Regions from separate parts of the Rattus norvegicus genome. Here region 2 is linked to region 1. A link is a contact called in public Hi-C data. All regions are on one chromosome and are shown on one strand. The core of a region is the stretch at or near the end of the contact, and the rest is flanking DNA. Distances in the headings are between cores, read along the strand shown.

The links. A called contact is a pair of places that touch in the nucleus more often than the background predicts.
Region 2: a Hi-C map of liver shows a contact between it and region 1, with 2.5 times the contacts expected there. The contact joins the promoter of Trabd here to the promoter of Creld2 in region 1. A contact is called at or near these places in 3 of 12 Hi-C or Micro-C datasets (Schwann cells, frontal cortex and liver).

What each region holds. Positions count from the first base shown.
Region 1 is chr7:121,787,673-121,791,088 of GRCr8, reverse strand. Creld2 (cysteine-rich with EGF-like domains 2) reads right to left here and starts at 1,705. Exons shown (of 10, transcript NM_001037208.1): 1 at 1,539-1,705; 2 at 1,365-1,447; 3 at 752-862; 4 at 195-286. The coding sequence starts at 1,658. It overlaps Alg12 (ALG12, alpha-1,6-mannosyltransferase), which reads left to right and starts at 2,106. Exons shown (of 10, transcript NM_001108104.2): 1 at 2,106-2,122.
Region 2 is chr7:122,032,670-122,036,401 of GRCr8, reverse strand. Trabd (TraB domain containing) reads right to left here and starts at 1,717. Exons shown (of 10, transcript NM_001106788.1): 1 at 1,646-1,717.

The DNA.
Region 1 (3,416 bases), core at 456-2,955:
CTATGGTCCAGGGTCACAGGGCCAGAGCAGGGTTGGACAGCTACCCATCTGAGGAAAGAGGCAGGGTCCCCACATAGAAAGATCATGCAGTTCCAGTTCCCTCTGTGCTTTTAAACACAAGGGAGTCAGAGAAGAGTAACAGGAAAGATGCAGGCTTGGGATTTCCCAAGGAGGAAAAAAAAAATGACGTATACCTTTACAGTCTGGCCCGTAGGTGCCTGGAAGACAGCATGCTTTCAGTGTGCGTACACAGAACCACTCAAATAAGTTGGGGTAATCCTTCTTCCTGAGGATTTAGAAATGGTCGTTAAATCCCATGAGATGTTGGGCTGGGACACGCGTGGCTCAGTGGTGGAGCATACCCAAGAACGCCCCTAGGGATGCTCAAAGCCTTGGATAGCTTCAAACCCTAAAATATATACTTCGGGCGTTTATAAACATACTGGTGGGTTTCAAAACAGTACTCAATGATGCACCGAAGCGAGGCTTATCGCTGCAATTTTCACTTCTTACCTCCAGGCTGAAGCAACTACCTGGGGTGATGTGGGCTAGGAGGCACACTGTACATGCCTTCAGAGCTACAGGATAGGGCAAGCAAGGAAAACACAGGTCCTCTTTGCAAGCCTCCGACTCAAAGGAGAGGGTGGCAGTGCCTTGGTAAATTGGGACAGGGATGTAGGACATCTCCTGCTTCTGTACTGGGAAGAGACCACAAAACTAGAGATCAGAAGATGGGGTTCTGGGTACTCACAGGGACTGCCACCAGGCCTCGAGCTGCTCTTCCTGCTGCTCCAAGAGTTGGTTGCACTCAAAGTCACTGCTGTCACACAGACCCTCCATGATCTCCAGAAGCCGGATCTCACTGAAACACAATCTGTCAGCACCCCGAAGCACCAGCACCCCAAAGCACCAGCACCCTAAAGCACCAGTCCGCTCACTTTACACATGTCCCACCTAGAGACTACTTTAGTGAAGAGGGGAGTCTCCACAACCATGAGCAGGGTTAGTCATTAAGGGGAGGCTAACCTGGGGTGTGCAGTCGACCCAGTAATGGGAAGCACCTCCGCACGAGGAGAGCTTATTCCATTAGTCAGGGAAACCAGAAGTCTCTAGGAGGGCTAGGGGCTCCAGTTTGAGTTTCCAAAAGTCGTGTGTGCGTGTGAAAAAGCCTTCCAGTGCATGCAGAAGTGGCTGTAGGAGTGTGGAGGCCAGTTGAGTGGCCAGAGGCAGGGATGACCAATGACAGATGTCCACCATCTAAGATTTCCATGTGCCGGTGGTCTGCACTGACCCCCAAAGTCTGACGGCCGACGACCGATTCACAGGCCATGGCAGCAAATCCTTGCAGTTCTTGGGACACTCACCTGAATTCATACTTCGACAGAGTCTTCTCTTCCCACGCCGTGTTGCCGCCTCCGAAATTCTTCCTGGCCGTGTTGGCCATCCCCTGCAGAAGAGGTGGCACCAGCTCGATGGTCCACTGTGAACCCCGCCAGCCCCTGCCCAGAGCCGCTGCCCCGGACCCACCGCCCGCCCACCTGGTTGAACTTGTCCACCAGCGTCCGGCACCTCTGGCACTGTGTCGGCTTCTTGGAGGCCGCGGGTGGCGGCAGCAGCAGCAGTAGCAGCCCGAACCCGGCTGCAAGCAGCAGGTGCATGGCGGGAGGGCAGCCCGGCGACCCACCGAGAACTGCGGCGGAGTCTGAGCCTCCGCCCACCGGCCCGCGCGCCGGCCGTTCCCCGGGCTACTTGACTGCAACGCCGAGGCCCCGCCCACCTTTCACACTGCGCGTTTCTATTGGTCGGAGGAATCCCCCCTGCCTGATGTGGACCAATTGAGGCTCGCCACGAGAAGCCACCAATGAGAAAGCCCCGGGTCAGCGTCCCGCGAGAATGAGGCGGAACCGTAATCTATCCGGTCTTCTTGCCCCGCCCTCCACGAGTGGCCTGCGGCGGCCATCTTTTCTCCGGGCGGGAAGTGCCCGCCTCTGTGGCCAGCTTGAGCAATGGTGGCCATGTTAAGTTCGGGCAAAGATTTGGCTTCTTGGCCTGGCTTCCGCGGCCGGCTTCCTGCGGAAGGTAGTCTTGTGAGTTCCGAGGGGCCATGCGGATAGCAGAGGAGGTTAGCGCGCGCCGCCGGGATTGGGGTACTTGGGAGGTGATGAGGCCGGGGCTCATCCGAGAGCGCGTGACGGCCTTTGAGTTCCTCACCTGGGGAACGGACCTCTCACTTAGGGGCTGGATATCTCACCTGAGGCCTGGACCTTTCATCTATCTTCCTCACCTGGCGGCCGCAGGTGTCATCTATAAACTGCTCTACCTCTGGGTCCGGCTCAATGTGGTTGGAGGGGGGGCAGTAGTCGACATTTCCGCAGGGGGTTCAGACAGTGAGTTCACAATGACCTTTCGAACTTTAAGTGACTTGAGTGAGCAGGAGGAGGAGACGATGTGAATTATCTGTATTTTAGAGAACATCTGTTTATATAAACAATACAGTTTCGTCTGGTCTTTGGTTTACAAGTAGGCCTCATTACATCAGATAAACACTTCCAGGTTAAAGCCACAATTTGAACGAATGACTCCGACAGTTTCCTTGTTAGGTTTGGAGTCACAATTGTCAGGGACAACAGGATCTTTGAAGGGTGCTATCTAATCTGAGGTGCCCTCCTTCTCCACGCCACATTTGTATCTGAGCTTGGCTGCTGGAAGGCGATTAGCCATCTGCCTTCCCTGCAGCTGGCCCCATTCCTGCCGATAGCTGGGTTTTATGTACTGGCGAATATCTACCTATATTGTTTTGCTCCTGGCTGGGTATTCCAGCTCACCCTGGTCTGTTGTCTTGGAAAATGGCTGCTGTTGGTCCTCAGCAGAAAACACACCCCTTTGTGGCTGTGAGGTAGGAGGAGGATCAGGTGAGTTCCATGGGCAGTAGTCACTCTAAAGCTTGGGTCTACTTCAAAGTTGTGCAGAGCAGATAGTTGAAACAGCTAGTCGGACTGCTGCCTCCGAGGCTTGGCTTCTTCCTTCTCTTGGAGACAGGGTCTTGTAATACCAAGGATGACCTTGAACTTTTGCTCCTCTTGCCTCTTAACCTGAGTGTTGAGAATACACAAATATATCTAAGTATCTGGTGTTTATGTGGTTCTGGGGACCGAACCCAAGGCTCTGTGCTCTTAACAAGTTGCCTAGGTTGTCTTGTTCCTCCTGTCTTAGCCTCCCAAGTACTGGAATCATAAGTGTGCATCACCATGCCCCAGTATGATTTTGTGTTAGGCTAGGAACTTTATGTACACATTGTTCCATAACATAATTAGTCGACAGTCAGACTTTTTCAGTTCAGCACTTTTTATTGGGTCTAACACAGCTGGACATAATCAGGTGGGATGAGATGTTGGCCCCACTCACCGTAGCCTTGC
Region 2 (3,732 bases), core at 468-2,967, 250 kb before region 1:
TAACCGAGACAGACCTCCACTTCCATACTTGCCTAAGCACCCAGCCACTGTACCCTCCACAACATTTGCCATGCACCCTTCTCAGACAGATTCACGACACAGAAGTGTCTTCCTGCCCAACCTCCCCAGAGAACAATCTCTTCATAAATGCCCAGTCGTAGCAGTTTCCAGACCCGTCCTACCAAGACCACACTGTAAATTTTCATAGTGTAAAGTCAGAAAGCTGGGATTTCTGTCAACCAACATTCCCTAACAAGCAGGACTGTCTGGATACTTTTTCAGGCCTGCTACCAACTAGGCACGATGCTTCCACATGCTAAACAACAGAACTTTTAGCATCTGCTAAATTTCTAGGGGAACTTGCCTTAGACATCTGAAAATTCCCAGCAGTCTGTGGTTTTAGGAGGGAAAGTGTTGGCGCAAAGAGCAGAAAAGGCCCATTCATGTCAGGGCCCACAAGGAGGTACAGCCCTGGCATACTGGGTCAAAATAACAGAGAGGTTCTGCACTGCATCTAGAGCCACGTCAGTCGAGCTCCCCACCTTCCCGGCCCCACAGCCATCTCTCTTCTGGGTCCTATTCATACTAAATGCATCTTACCCCAAATCACATACTCAAAACACAAGGCTCAAAATAATTACATCAACACGCAGAGGTTTTAAGAGACGGCTGAACTCAGATGAGGCCATATGGCAGGACCCATGATGAGATGTCCTTATAAGAGACACTAAGCAGCTATGAGGACACAATGACAATGGGTAGCAAGACAGGCAGAACCTTCATCAGCAACCCAAAAGACTAGCATTCGACCTAGGATTCCCAACCTCTAAAACTACACTATGAGTAATAAACGTTTTAAGTTTCTCAATCCACAAAACCCTGTTACCACCCTGATCTGACACACCCATCATGATCAACAATCTCTAAACCAAACTGTTTCCCAGATGGCAGCTTGCTTCCTACCACTGGTCAAAAGCTGACCACGACCAACTGGCAAAACTAGGCAAGACAGAAAGAAATGACAGGGTATCCAAAAGCCCTGGCCTCCTCTTGTCCGTTTCTGGAAGCCTGGACACTGCAGGACCCGGGAAAGCCCGCTCCAGCAGGACATATTTTACCTAAGTGTGGCAGAGCTGAGGACCGGAAGAGGAAAGAAACCGGAGATGAAGAAGCCTAGTCAGCCCTCCAGAGACCTGGTTTCCGTCCACCTGGAGATGCCCTGTAGGAGCCTGCAGGCTCCTGGCTGCCAGTGCACTCTGCCAGAGCCCTGCTGGCATCCTGCCCACAGTATCACGGCCACCGCAAGATGAAGTCTTCCTAGGGAGGCCCAGGGACAGCTGCGTTTCACAAGACCAGGGGACCTAGAGCCCCTCCGCTTGGGGAGCACGAAAGCCTGGAGACAGTCCCACTTCTAAAGAAGCTCTTGACGTCCCAAAGCCAGCGGAGCGCTTCTGCTTGTCTGGGTTCTTTCTGGGACTCTAGAGCCCAAGAAAATCTACACCGTCCTGGGTCAGCCCGACCCAGTGGGATACGTGCCCCTGGTCTTCACAGTCCCCACCTGCAGTCCGTGCCCTCCCGCATGCCCTCCCGCACGCGCCGTCGAGGCGCGAGGGGCCCCCGCCCGCCCGGTCAGGCCACGGCGTACCGAGCGAGGCGGCGGCGTTCCTCAGCCGGCCTCCATGCGCGCGTCGCCGGGCTGACGGGGTGGGCCGGGGCGGGGCGGGGCGGCCGGACGGGCCGGACAGGCCGAGGGTGCGGGCCGCGGAGCATGCCGGGAAACACCTCCCAGGGCCACGCGCGCGAGGCCCCGCCCCCGCCGGGGTCTAAGCGCAGGGCCCCGCCTACCAGCCCGACGCCCCCAGGTCCTAGAGCGCAACCGAGAGCAGGCTCGAGGGTGTTGGCCCCAAAGCCGAATCTGTGCGACTCGGCTGCGTTCTTTAAGCGTCCGCAGGATGGCCGGGAGTCTAGGGAGCCGTCAGGGCACGGGAGAGAGACAGAAACTAGGGATCGTAGGAGGTGCCCTTCTGGTTTCCTTGGAGAATCGCATGCCAAGTGGAGAGGCTCAAGGGCAGGACTAAAGAGCGAAAGCTCCAGGACATCCTCGCTACATGTTCGCATGCTTGGGACTGAGAGCCCGGAGATTGCAGGGTTTCTGGGTAGGCGGGGCCGCAGTGACAGCCGCACAAGTGCCCAATATCTAAACCCAGGCTTCAAACTCTCCAGTCTCCTAGGACAACTTAAGAGCAGGGCAGGGACTGAGGCCAGTTGGCCCACTCAGGCCAGGTCTCCAGGCTGCAGAGGGCCGCCGGTTGATGAGTGGATGAGAGGAGCCAGGCGAGCCCGCAGTGGACATGTCTCTATTTGAGTACCCCAAGATAAGCTACTGTGGGAGCCAGACAGTGACTCCCCGCCGCAGGCCCTGGCACAGACCCTCCGAAGAGGAAGTAACCTCTGCCTAGTTCCCGGCTGCCTCATCCAGCCCTTTCAGGTTCCAAAAGAAGAGATTGCAACTCTGACCCTGAGTTTTGCAGACCCCGCCTTTGATGATATTTCTCTAAATGGCCCTCCTGGAACTTGGCCACTGTGAGGAAGATAATTCTTCACGCACCAGGCAGGATTCCCTCCAGCAGTGTTACACAAGAGGCTCGTTATGAGACTACTGGCAGGAATTTGCTGCCACAATTCTTCTTACAGCTTCCTGGTCCCCAAGGGACCTGACCTCAAGGTGACCTCCACCTTCCTTGCTCCTTAGTGAAGCACATGTTTGTTCTGGGGGGTTTCGGATTCATCCCTGTTGTCCACTACTTTAATGTGTGTGTTCCGTGGCTACCTCTCCTCTTCTGGCCTCCTCAGCCACATTCATGTAGCTTTTTTTTTTTTTTTTTTTGCTTCTTTTTTTTTTTGCTTCTTTTTTTCGGAGCTGGGGACCGAACCCAGGGCCTTGCGCTTCCTAGGCAAGCGCTCTACCACTGAGCTAAATCCCCAACCCCCACATTCATGTAGCTTAAGAGAAGACTTGGTGGGCTTAGAGCTGAGACTGCCAGTAAGGCCTCTCTTACTCCCTGTTCATCTTGGTTGAAAACCTCAGTGATAGGCTAGTGTCAGGAAGGGGCCTGGGTTCTAGTTCTGGTTGGCTGGCAATGTTCTCCCTGAGCCTGTCCTTTTACTGTGGGCAGATCATGGTGCCACCTCTCCTGTTTGCCTGTCTAGAGTAATGGTTTTCAATGTTGGAGCCCTTTAATATGGTTCCTCATGCTGTGGTGACCCCTAGCCATAAAAGTATTTCGTTGCTACTTCATACCTGTAATTTTGCTACTGTTATAAATCGTAATATCTGATAGGCAGGATGTCTGATATGAGACCCCAATGGGGTCACAACCCATAGGTTGAGGACACTGGCCTAGGGAAAGCGGGAGGGAGGCAAAGGATGGGATGACATTTTAAGTGGATGCTGACCCTGAAGTGCCAGAATTCTATTTTGGCTAAGTGGCTGCCGGGGAGGCAGATGATGAAAACCAGAGCTGCCCTCTAACCTGCTGGTGTCTGCGGGAGTCAGAAATAGGAAATGGAGTCTGGAGGACACGGCCAGCCATGCCGGCAGGGAAACCACAGCAGATCTCAGCCGGTAGAGATCAGCTCTCCCTTCTACCTTACGCTTTGCTTGGGAGAAAAGCACACCAGCCTGAGTTCTGCTTTCTAACAGCTGTTCCCAAGCCTGCTTTGTTCGAGCAG